Linked DNA regions of Mus musculus: regions 2 and 3 are each linked to region 1. A link is a contact called in public Hi-C data. All regions are on one chromosome and are shown on one strand. Each heading gives the region's core, a stretch centred on a gene start, on an enhancer-like site or on the middle of the called end of the contact. The rest is flanking DNA. Distances are from core to core; before and after follow the strand shown.

Region 1 (3,706 bases), core at 560-3,059:
ATGTCATTAGACGTTCATTTAAGCTACGGATAAGCAGCACCAAAGGTGGACCCTAGTTGAGCTCTGGACTTTGAGTGATAATTATGAGTCAGAGAAGGTTCATCAATTGCAGCAAATGAGTCACGTTGGTGGGGAGTGGTGGTGAAAGGAGAAACCATGTCTGTGTGAGAGCAAGGGTACTTGGGTATCACTTAAGGATAAGGCTAAGCCATCAATTGGATTTAATTCTAGTCCTTTTTTGAAAGGTGCCATATAGTGTAAGAGAGACCTCTGCTCTGACTTTTCCTGTGTTCTGCAGCAGTGGATCTATTTATATACAGAAAGCATCACAGCAGCACGTGTAGGCTTAGGTAAAGCTTGTCAGGTCACTCCTGTTAATAAGGAGCCCGATGGGGGCCATTGCTTGGGCTGGGTGGAGGGAGCTAGGGTGATTTCATCCACTGCTTGCCAGAGACATGGTATGGAGTGAGTAGTGTTCCTGGCCCTCCTGCCTTTTGGGTACCCGGATTCGCAACTGTGATTGTAACATAGCCTCCTGAAAGCCAGGTCCATCTAGAAAGAGGTTACTGCAGGTAAAAAGGAAACTTCTTGCCTTATCAGAGCTTGACTGCAGGTTGCAGATTTTGAGCAAAAGGCAGAGGAAGTTACTCAGCAAAATCCTAGGCAGAAGACTTTGAGACCTCAAGTTCTCCACCGCCACCCTGATGGCATCATCTGCAGAGCCTCTTAAACATGCAAAGTTCTGGGCCCAGACTCACTGGCTGGTTCTGGAAATTCTTATCTTTTTCTACCATGGATGTCTAAAGACTAAAGTCAGTTCCCCTAGATGTTGCCACACACTTCTAAGCTGCCCTTTCTTCTCATCCCACAAAACCCTGGCATCTGTTTCCCTGCCCGTGTGCCAAGTGCCTGAAGAGTGTACATAGACAACTGCCGGGTACCTGCTCACCCGTGCTTCTCAAAGTTTCCACTCTCCAGTTCTGTCCTCTCCCAGAGGTCAGGAGTGCCCTGCATCTATAAACCCAACTGGGATTTCCCAGAGGGAGACAGTCCTGTATGTAACTCCTGCATCGCTTCCTGAGCTAGGAGGCAGGTGTGTTCCTTTGAGAATGTTTCATCAAAGGTGAGAAAAATTTCGTGGTGTGGAAGTGGACCTGGGTCAGGACGCCTCTGGGCCAGCTTCTCTTGCTCGCCTCCACTTGCAGGATGATTCGTTTCTTTGGCCGTTGGGAAGAGTGGATTAGTCAGAGAGATAGAGTATCCTTTGAGATACCCACTCCTCCATTCTCTCCTCTTTAATGGCCTAGATCCCTCTTGAACATCTCAACGAAGCCCGCCTGTTCTGCTGTTGGGTGGCAAGGAAGGTGTCTGCTCTTCCTCATAGCAATGCAGGAGGAGGTCGGTGTGATTAGGTGGCAAGGGGACCGTGTGTATGTGTGTGTGTGTGTGTGTGTGTGTGTTGGGAGGAGGGCGCTCACCCAGCCCTCGCTCCCCGAAGCCACCCTCTTTTTCAGGGTCCCTCCGGAGCTGCTGGTGGCCAAGAGAAGGACCCGCAGCTCATCCACGGGGGTCCGGTCCCTCTGCCCTGGCTGCTTTAGGTCTGTGAGCTACGGGGTGTTCCCTCGTCTCTCTCGGCGGCAAGGGGCTCGGGAAGAAGGGTCGGGGAGAAAGGAGGCGAAGAAACAGAGAGACACGCGGACCGCGACAGAGGTGGCGCGGCTGCGTCGTGCGGCTGCCTCTCGGGAGCTCCCGAGCACGAGTCGAGCGCGCGCGCGCCTCGCCGACCCAGGCGCCGGGCGGAGCTGCGGGCCGGGGCGGGCGGAGCGAGCGGCGGGAGGAGCGAGCGGTGGGAGGCGCGCGAGCGGGCGGCGGGCAGCGTCTCCGCCGGCATCTGCGCGGCCGCCTCTGCCCGGAGCCCGGGGACCGAGCGCCGGACCCGCCGCCTGGCGCACCGACGCGGAGCTCCCGCTTTGTGCTCCGTGCCGGTTCGAGGAGGCTTCCCGGAGGCTGCGGCCACCGCGCCCCGGCGGCCTCGGAGGCCCGCGGCTGGAGGTGCCGGAGCTGCTCGGTCCGCGCGGCTGAGCCCCGCGTGCCCCACTGCTCGCCGGGCTGCTCCGAGCCGGGGTGCTCCGGGGCTCCAAACTCGGGCTGGCGGGGCAAGTGTCTTCATGAACCCAGAGGATGTCCGGGAAGCACTACAAGGGTCCTGAAGTCAGTTGTTGCATCAAATACTTCATTTTTGGCTTCAATGTCATATTTTGGGTAAGTTGGAGCGCTCCTGGGTTTCCAAGTGCTGTGGCGGATGGGTGGGCGACGGTCCCCCGCCGTGGTCGCTGCTTTACTTTTCGCCGCCCCCGGAGCTCCTGCCCCAGTCGCGGCGAGAGGCGTCTACCTTCCGCCTTCCCGGCTCGAGCGCGGGGGAGAGAAACACTTCATCCTTTCCAGGACTCGGAGGAGGTGAAAAGAGGAACCAAGCCGGGCAGGGGGCAGCCAGGCCTCGGGGTGGCTTTTTTCTTTCTTTTCTTTCTTTCTTTCTTTTTTTTTTAAGGGGGTGGGGGGGGCGCGAAAAGCTGGGGTACAAATGGGAGGACGGCTCGGCAGTTTGAGAAACGAGGGAGCACACGGATTAGATTTGCTTCCCGTGGGATCTGGATGTTGGGCAGAGCGTGGTGTCATAATGGGGCAGGCTAATCGGGCAGAGCCGACCCCGAGATCCACCTTCCAGCGCCGATCTGATTGGCCGAGGGCTTGGCTCGGTGTTGCCGCGGCTGGTCTGTGCCGTGCTCAGCGTGTATCTCCTTGCACCATCTCCGGCTTTGTGTAGGATGCAGATGCCGTGGTGTGTGGCTCTGTAATGTGCACGTAAATAACACGTCCTGCATGCTCCTCTCCGGCAGTAAAGCGCTCCCTTTGCATAATGGACTGGCCAAGTGGGCGTGCAGGGTGGAGGGATTTATTTCTCTGTGTATCCTTGTGGAATAACTAGTCATCAGTCAACATATGTTTCGGTGTGCGCGTGCCTCGCGTCTTCCCCTTTTAAAGGGGTGACACACAGGTTTTCGGAACCCTTGGAGACATGCAAAGGAGAAGGTGTGTAAGACCTGTTTTGCTGGCAGAGCAGGTGAGCCGCGGCTTGCAAACCGGCTCCCAACCGTGCTCTGCGTGACACTCCCTCGTGCCGGGTGCCTATTGTAATCAGGCTGGGACCCTACTCTTTTGTTGTGATTCTTTTCTGAGACCTTCCAAACGTGTTCAGCAACCAGACAAAGAGTTCTCTAGGACAAGAGGGGAAATGGTTTGTTGGTTGGTTGGTTGGTTGGCATTGGTTGGCAGACCGTGTTATTTTTCAGCCCACCTATTTCCATCCGGGGTCGCCTTCCTCCCTGGCACCTCTCTCTCCATGGGAGGGAAAGATGGTGGCGGACCATAGGGATATCCCCAAGTTTCTGCGAGGTAAACAATGATCCAGTGGTCTGAATCCAGGACATTTTAATTTGGACTCCCCTTAATTGTGGCTGTTTGCTGTAGACATAAACATCTGTGAGAATAGTTGTAGTTATGCTGATCTTCTGCCCACCCCCTCACTTACCAGCTTATTTTATTTTCTCTCAGAGTAGCTATGTGTGTTTTGTGAAAGGAAAGGAAATGGACTTTGTGTCAGCATGTCATCTGTCCTCAGGACTGGACCAGATTGATGAGGGAGTGT
Region 2 (3,706 bases), core at 861-3,360, 500 kb after region 1:
TTCCTGCTTTTGTTATTTAAGTATTGGACAGTGATTTTCTTCAAATATCTTTAAATTGACCTAAGTTTTTCTTTAGGAAGAATAATTCTAGTATTAGGAACAGTAATTAGGAATAATACTAGTATTTTAGAAATAATAATTAAGAATACTAGTATTATTAGGAATAGTAATACAGAATAACACTAGTAATATTAGGACTAGTAATTAGGAATAACACTAGTATTATTATTCCTTCCACACCCCTTACTTCCCTTACCCGTGGTTGCTTTTCTGTCGTCCTTTCTCTAGTAAGGTTATGACCTAGATACCTTTAAAAGTCCTGCAATGTCAGTTTACTTAAGTTCTTTCATTGTCTCAAGGGCTTCTTAATTTGTGAATTTTGTTCTTTCTGCTTTTTAAAATAAACCAAGCATAACATTTTGTGTGGTTTTAATTGTAAAAGCAAGATTTTCACTTTTTTTTGTTCCAAATTGTGTCTCTATCCACATAAAACTCATTAAGATGTACTTTCCACTTTTAGATGTATATTGAAAATTTTTTCCCATTTGAAAATTTTAGGTTAATAAAACTCTTATTTTTCCTGTATAATATGTTTTAACCTAAGAGGTAAAGATTGTAGTGCAAAAATTTAAAAAGGGATACATTTAGAGTAAGACTAGCTGACTCTCCATTAGAAAGATCTCGCAACTATTTCAGTAAGATTTTTTTCCTATCCAAGGTTCCCTTGGCTTACATGTTAACCAACAATGAATCATTTACCCAAGATAAAACATCATATAATGTTAGAAAAAGATACATAATCACAACAGTAATGCATTTGTTCTAATAAAATAACAATTATTCTTTAAAAACCAGATAAAATTATTCATGTTGATTGGTAGGTTCTAGTGGATATATGAAGTAATTTTATATTATAGTGTAAAACTGTATTCTGAAACTGAATCTAAAACATGATAAAGCTTTTGTTTTCTGTTAAGGTTTTATTTATCAACAGAACTTATTTATACATATGCATAAGATTTTTGTCATTGAAATACAAATAAATTATTGTCAAAAGTATTTTTCTGACTGCATTGAAGACAGAATCCAAAGTACCATCATGTTAGGCTAATATTCTTTCATTTCACCTCAAACTAGTCCTCAAGATGATGTTTAGTGGCAAATTTTTGGTGTCTATTAAAGTTAACAATTGCATTAAAAATCCTCTTTTTATGATGTTACATTTTCTTAGAGGAGAAAAGTTTATATTAGATGATTTTAAGGTTATAATAAGATTGCCTGTATTATTACACTGCTCACCACAGTCTAAAGTGATTAAAAACACTTTTGAAATAGGTAAAATAACAACACGATGAACTGTAGTCAATAGCAATGGAGTGAATTTTAATTTTTTTGAATATTACCATTTGTGGATTTTTCCTTTGATCATATTCCTGAGTTTGGGATCATGCCTTATTCAGTGTGGTGTTCTTAGTATTTACCGCAGTGCCTAGGATATGGTAAGGACTTGAGTGATAGGTATTGTATAAAAGCGTGATTTCCTCATACTGTCATGTCATTTTATATCATGTAGGACCTTACATTTCTAATAAAATAGTATTGATGTCTTAACTTTGAGTTCACATTTAGAAAAACTGTTTTAACTTACAGTTCTTTCTTTATCTCCAGTTTTGATTTGTTTTTGCATTGTCTTTCACTTATCGTAATTATAAGATATGTGGCAACATATTATCTCATGAATATCATATTGTACATCACTATTTTTTGTTGCACATGGAAAACTCTAGGACATATTGATGGTAATTTTAGAAATTGTATTGTGTCAAGGAAGTGGTTGGCAGAATACTTACATATTTTATTTTAATATATTTTTTAATTTTAAGTTGGGAATTTCCTACAGTATATTTTGATCACATTTGCCTCCAACTCTTCTTTCTAAATCTTTCTAGATTGATTCCCCACTTCCTCATTACTTCTCAACTTCCTGTACTCTCTCTCTAAAAAAACAAAACAAAAGAAAGCCCCGAGTCTGCTTTCTGTTGCCCCAATACTCACAAGCCATTCACTGGAGTGTAGTTGACCACATCCTTAAAGGAAACCGACTCTTCTTCCTTTAGAAACAATCAACTATTAATAGCTTTTCAGTTAAGATAGGGCCTTGTAAGTCCTTTCTCCCCCCATTTTAGACCACTGACTAGCTTGATCCTGTATAGGTTTAAAGCAGGCAACCATGCTTACTGTGAATTCATGAGGGTGCTGTCATGTCTTGGGGATGCTATTTGACCCTGATCTTCTCCAACCTCTGACTCTTATGATCTTTTGTAGACATTGGTATTTGTCTTAGTTAGGGCTTTACAGCTGTGAACAGACACCATGACCAACGCAAGTCTTATAAAAAAAAACAACATTTAATTGGGGCTGACTTCCAGGTTCAGAGGTTCAGCCCATTATCACCAAGGTGGGAGCATGGCAGTAACCAGGCAGGCATAGCTCAGGTACAGCTGAGAGTTCTACATTTTCATCCAAAGGCTGCTAGTGGAAGACTGACTTCCAGGCAACTAGGGTGAGGGTCTTAAGCCCATACCCACAGTGACACACTATTCCAACAAGGCCACACCTTCAAATGGTGCCACTCCCTGGTCCAAGAATATACAAACCATCACAGTATGCTAAAGATCCAAAGTGATCTGAGGAGTTGGCTCAGTGATTAAAGTGCTTGCTATACAAACAAGAGGATCAGAGTCCTTATCCCCAGAACCTATGTAACTGTTGGGTGGGCATGATCTCAGACACCTTGCCTCAAAGAAGAAGGTGGAAAAACAATCACAGAAGATTGCAGGCCCTTGGGCCTCCATTATACTTGAGCGCTTGCACATATGTGAATATTCAAACATGCATGTATGTACATCACACACACACACATGAAAAGAGGAAGAAAAAGAAGAAATAGTTCATTCTATATGAAAAAGAAGAATGGTTTCATAAATAAAGGTCACAAACTTTTTAAATGAAGTACCAGCGAGTACTTAGTTTGGATACGTAATGTATCATAGCTACGCAACTTTATGGTCATATGTAAGGAGCTCTGCTGGTTAATACAGCATATTGGAATTGTCTATGGGTATAACAAGAAGTCATTAGGAGTCAGTTATATACAATATCTATTTTGCGGATTAATCATTGTGGTTTTCCCCTAGGACCTTTAACAAGCCTAGTTTCTGGCCCTAATAAGTAAAGCAGGTGTTAAGATACCTCCTGGGCATCTGTGCCACCATTGCACCAGCGAGCTTACCTTCCTAAACAGGTCGTCACTGTAGCTGACAGAGTTCACAGCTGGGCAAGAATGATGGTCAAAGTTTTGGCGCCACCTAGTGAAATTTACAACCAAAGAAAACACATGGTGGAATTTGTGGCAGAGGATGGCCTAGTCAGTCATCAATGGGAGGAGAGGCCTTTGGTCCTGTGAAGGCTCTATGCCCCAGTATAGGGGAATGCCAGGACCAGGAATGGAAGTGGGTGGGTTGAGAGGCAGTGGTAGGGGGTAGGAGATAGGGGATTTTTAGAAGGAAAACTAGGAAAGGGGATAGATAACATTTGAAATGTAAATAAAGAAAACAATTTTAAAAAATGAAACCAAAAAAAAAAAGTTAAAACTGGAAAAAAAAAAGTTTAACTTCCCTCTCTGTACTGTAGGGCATTTCATCTA
Region 3 (3,706 bases), core at 399-2,898, 300 kb after region 1:
CTCTCTCGTGATGACAGATAGAACATTGCCTATATGGCAAGATAAAGTGAGGCTTAGCACTATCTGGCACAATACACTGTGATCCATCAGATCACGTTTCTGTTCACGTTCCCACCCACAAATTTAATGTCCTTTCTATTTTGTCACCTACTCCTCTCTAGCTTAGTTTAAGGTCTAACAGCACAACTAGCATTAAGTCTTTCCTTCTCCATAGCTTATGGGTGAAAAACAAGGTTGGTTGTTTCCACGGACCTTTGTAATAACGGCATACATTTTTTTTCTTTCTGTTCAGTGAGAACCCCTCCCTTTTCATCTAAAGGGGATACTTGGTGGGCTCTCTTTAGCATCATCAAATGGCAAACATTACCACTTTTGAGTTGGGGGCCATTACTAAGTAACATAAAGGCCATTTGAGGACAAGTAAGAAGATACTACCAGGGTCAACCTTTCAGAGAAGTTGACCTGACACAGCACTGAAAACTGAGGCAGCTCCTGAAGGCCAAGCGGCGGAAGCACACAGCACATGGGTGACTCTGTGTCAGGAGGAATGGAGCCATACCTTGTAATGCTGACATGAGTGCTAAGCACTCTCAAAGTTACAGGTTCTTTACTTAGAGAGCTTTCATATTTGTGCCCCTTAACCAACAGCAACTAGATCTGCTAATAATGAAGATTCTTACACATGACTGAGGACATCAGTTAACTTCACTCAATGACGTAACCGTATCGTACTAGAGCTTCACGTGGTCTTTACCGACAACAACTCAGTGTCGGAATGATCGCTATAAAATCAAATAAAATCTAAAAATCCTAAGAATTTTACTGTGGGTCACTGTGACATGAAAGGTCAATTTTTACAAGTACCTGCTGGATCCTTTTGATAGAGGTCAGTCTTCCTTTATTTGTAGGATGTTTATCTTCTGTATTGCTTTCTTTGACTGGTTTGTCTTTAGGACTCTAATTACATCACCTTTACAGAAATGATACTGATCTATCTTTGATATTAATCATGTCTTCTCTGATTCATTCTTTTTTTATTTTTTAATTTCAACCTTTTCTTTCCCATATTTTCAGCCACATTTAATTTACTATAAATTTCTTAAGTGCTTGTCACGTTCTTTCATTTCTTCTGGTCAACCCTAACTTTACATCTTCCTGGCCTTTACACACTTAGGTTTTAAAGTTTCTGACTCGGTTTTTCCTTTTTATGTTTTCAAAAGCTTACCTAATGATATTAGTAAAAGTTACAGTGGGTTGTTTGTTTTTGGTAACTGCTTCATAAATCGTTTTTATTGGGAAAAAGAATGTTTTTGGTAGCTAAGATATTTGGGTTTTGTTTGTTTTCTGCTTTCTTCTTTATATACCTCAGCAGAAATCTTGATTCAATGAGTAATTGAATACAACTTAAATACAGTAATGGTAAAGACCTGAGATGAATACCTAGACTTTCTTTCAAAACCTCTCACGTCTAACCAACCAAAAGGACTTAGTGTGTGTGATAGTTACTTGTCACGGACAACTTGACTGAATTTGCAATGATCAAGGAAGCTCAGAGGAACACCCCTTGCTATCTGAGAGGGTGCTTCAAGAGACAACAGAGCCAGGGTGAGAAGACACATTCTGGATGTGGGTAGCATCACCCCATGGGCTAAGTGGGAGTCAGACAGAAGAAAGGTGGGGGAAAGAAAAAGCTAGCTCAGCGTGCGTGCTTCCCCTCTCCTCCGTCCCCAGTCCTGCCCTGCTTCCCTTCCTGCTGCTGGCCCTCCCGACTGCTTGGCTTTTCATGCTTACATCACTGTGCTTCCTCTTTCTCCTCCTCCTCCTCCTCTTCCTCTTCCTCTTCATGATGGACTGGACCTTCTGATTCAAAAAAAATCAACTTTCCCTCTCTTGTTTCTGGCTGGTATTATGGTCATGGTTAACACAAAATTAATTAGTATTGCATGTCTTATAATCTTGTGCTATTCTTATTTCTATAGTCACTTAACTTCTTCTTGGTTCTTGCATTTCACCAGGCATCCAAGAGTTTCGAGTAACTCCTTCACTCCCCATAATAGTCCTCTTGATTGGCACGTGAGATCTGTGTGCCACCTTTGTCACAGGACCTTGCATATATCACTTGCATGCTCAAGTGATTCTTCAACCTGAAGCTCCTCCCCCCTCCAGCCTTTAACTGGAGCCACAAGCAAGCACCACTAAGCTTGGTTTCCCATGAACTTTTAAACAGCCAGTACTGCAATCTAGCCCAAGACAAAGGTCTAAAAAATGCCCTACCCAGTCTGGAGTTTCCTCTCTGAAGAAAAAGGAAATGGTGGTTCTCACCCTAGGGTGCATGGTTTCCTGTTCTGTTCTTACTGGGTAGTTTATGCAGTCTTGGCAAAAATCTCTCTAGAAAGTATCTTTAACTGAGTAAGCTACGCTTTTTTTTTTCTCCTAATAATGTGAAACCTATCTCCTAGTTTTGATGAAGGCACAGATATGTTTAATTGGTTTATCTTATTTCCTAAGTGAGCTGCATGGAGTTTTAACGACCATTATTAGGTGGAGGTCTTAAAGACTCACTTCATCAGAACTACCATGGCTTTTTACCTGACTTCTTTAGTTTAGCTGAGATGGTCATACATTACCTTTTTCTTTTGTTCTTTCCTACACTGATGTATGTGCACATATGCATGCCTTGTGCCCACAGAGGTCAGAAGAACTGGATCACATGAAACTGGAGTTTAGGGTGGTTATGAGGCCCATGTGAATGCTGGGAGCTGCATATGGGTCCTCTGCAGGAGCAACAAGTGCTTCTGTTTGAGGAGTCACCTCTTTAGCCCTCTTTCACATGTTCTTTTCTTTTCTTTTTTTTTTTTTTAAATGTGGGATGGTCTTTGAGGCTGTCAGATTCCCTGGAAGTAGAGTTTAGACAGTTGTGAGCTGCCATGTGATTGCTGGGAATTGAACTCAGGACCTCTGGAAGAGCAGATACTACTCTTAACTGCTGAGCCATCTCTCCAGCCCCTCACATATTCTTAAATGCTCTATTTCTTTGGTTAAAACAAAACAAAACAAAAAAAACCTATAGTATATCATTAGTATTAGCCATAAACATATAGCAAGCCATGGAAACAACAACTAAGAAATATAACATAAATAAAAATAAACAACTGAATTTAGCCTGCACAGAAAACAACTTCTATTTCTGCATTTGATAATGGGGAAGAAAAAAAGAGTGAAATTTATTCTAGACAATGCTATGAAAAAGTTAAACAATACTTTTTTTTCCATTTCTCCACATAGCAGCACATCATTAAGAGTAGATTTAGTGAAGCTTCTGATATCTGGTTTTTCAGTCCCTTATACAGAAGCAAGTTTTGCTACTACTAAAGGCATAGCACAGGCGAAGACTAACAAGACACACACATTCAGAGAAGTTGCATGAACAACTTGTACACAAAAGTACGTGCTTAGAATTACAGCCAGGTGGAAGTTTAAAAACAGTAGAATGAGCTGCAGGACACCTCTGGATCCTCTAGTAGTTTCTCTTGCAAGGTGACCGAGACCCCAAAATATTTGGATACCACAGGCTATTCACTGTTTTAAATTCCCAAATGAGAATGAAACACTGTAACCATACTAGAACTCAGCAAACACTTGCTGAAAGTCATGTAGCTATAAGCAGAATCAAATGAAACCAGAACAAACAGCCTGATTTCTTGGC

Evidence for each region. A called contact is a pair of places that touch in the nucleus more often than the background predicts.
Region 2: a Hi-C map of B cells shows a contact between it and region 1, with 13 read pairs. The contact joins the enhancer-like site here to the promoter of Tspan5 in region 1. A contact is called at or near these places in 2 of 39 promoter capture datasets (liver and pre-B cells), 1 of 15 datasets of contacts at CTCF or cohesin (pro-B cells), 1 of 484 Hi-C or Micro-C datasets (B cells) and 1 of 115 datasets of contacts at active chromatin or transcription factors (large pre-B cells).
Region 3: a contact with region 1 is called in a Hi-C map of B cells, with 7 read pairs. The contact joins the enhancer-like site here to the promoter of Tspan5 in region 1. A contact is called at or near these places in 1 of 39 promoter capture datasets (hippocampal neurons), 1 of 484 Hi-C or Micro-C datasets (B cells) and 4 of 115 datasets of contacts at active chromatin or transcription factors (effector CD8 T cells, embryonic stem cells, memory CD8 T cells and 1 more).

What each region holds. Positions count from the first base shown.
Region 1 is chr3:138,740,399-138,744,104 of GRCm38.p6, forward strand. Tspan5 (tetraspanin 5) reads left to right here and starts at 1,810. Exons shown (of 8, transcript NM_019571.5): 1 at 1,810-2,262. The coding sequence starts at 2,182.
Region 2 is chr3:139,243,356-139,247,061 of GRCm38.p6, forward strand. The region is part of intron 6 of Stpg2 (sperm tail PG rich repeat containing 2); the gene reads left to right. Among named protein-coding and RNA genes, the nearest start is that of Stpg2, 39 kb to the left of the region's middle. Within about 2 kb of position 2,111, at least 48 of the 459 cell types and tissues checked have an H3K27ac peak or open chromatin away from gene starts, as enhancers often do. A contact at or near this core is called in B cells, pre-B cells and pro-B cells, where this site is marked.
Region 3 is chr3:139,040,408-139,044,113 of GRCm38.p6, forward strand. All of the region lies in intron 2 of Rap1gds1 (RAP1, GTP-GDP dissociation stimulator 1), which reads right to left. Among named protein-coding and RNA genes, the nearest start is that of Rap1gds1, 33 kb to the right of the region's middle. Within about 2 kb of position 1,649, at least 138 of the 459 cell types and tissues checked have an H3K27ac peak or open chromatin away from gene starts, as enhancers often do. A contact at or near this core is called in B cells, effector CD8 T cells and memory CD8 T cells, where this site is marked.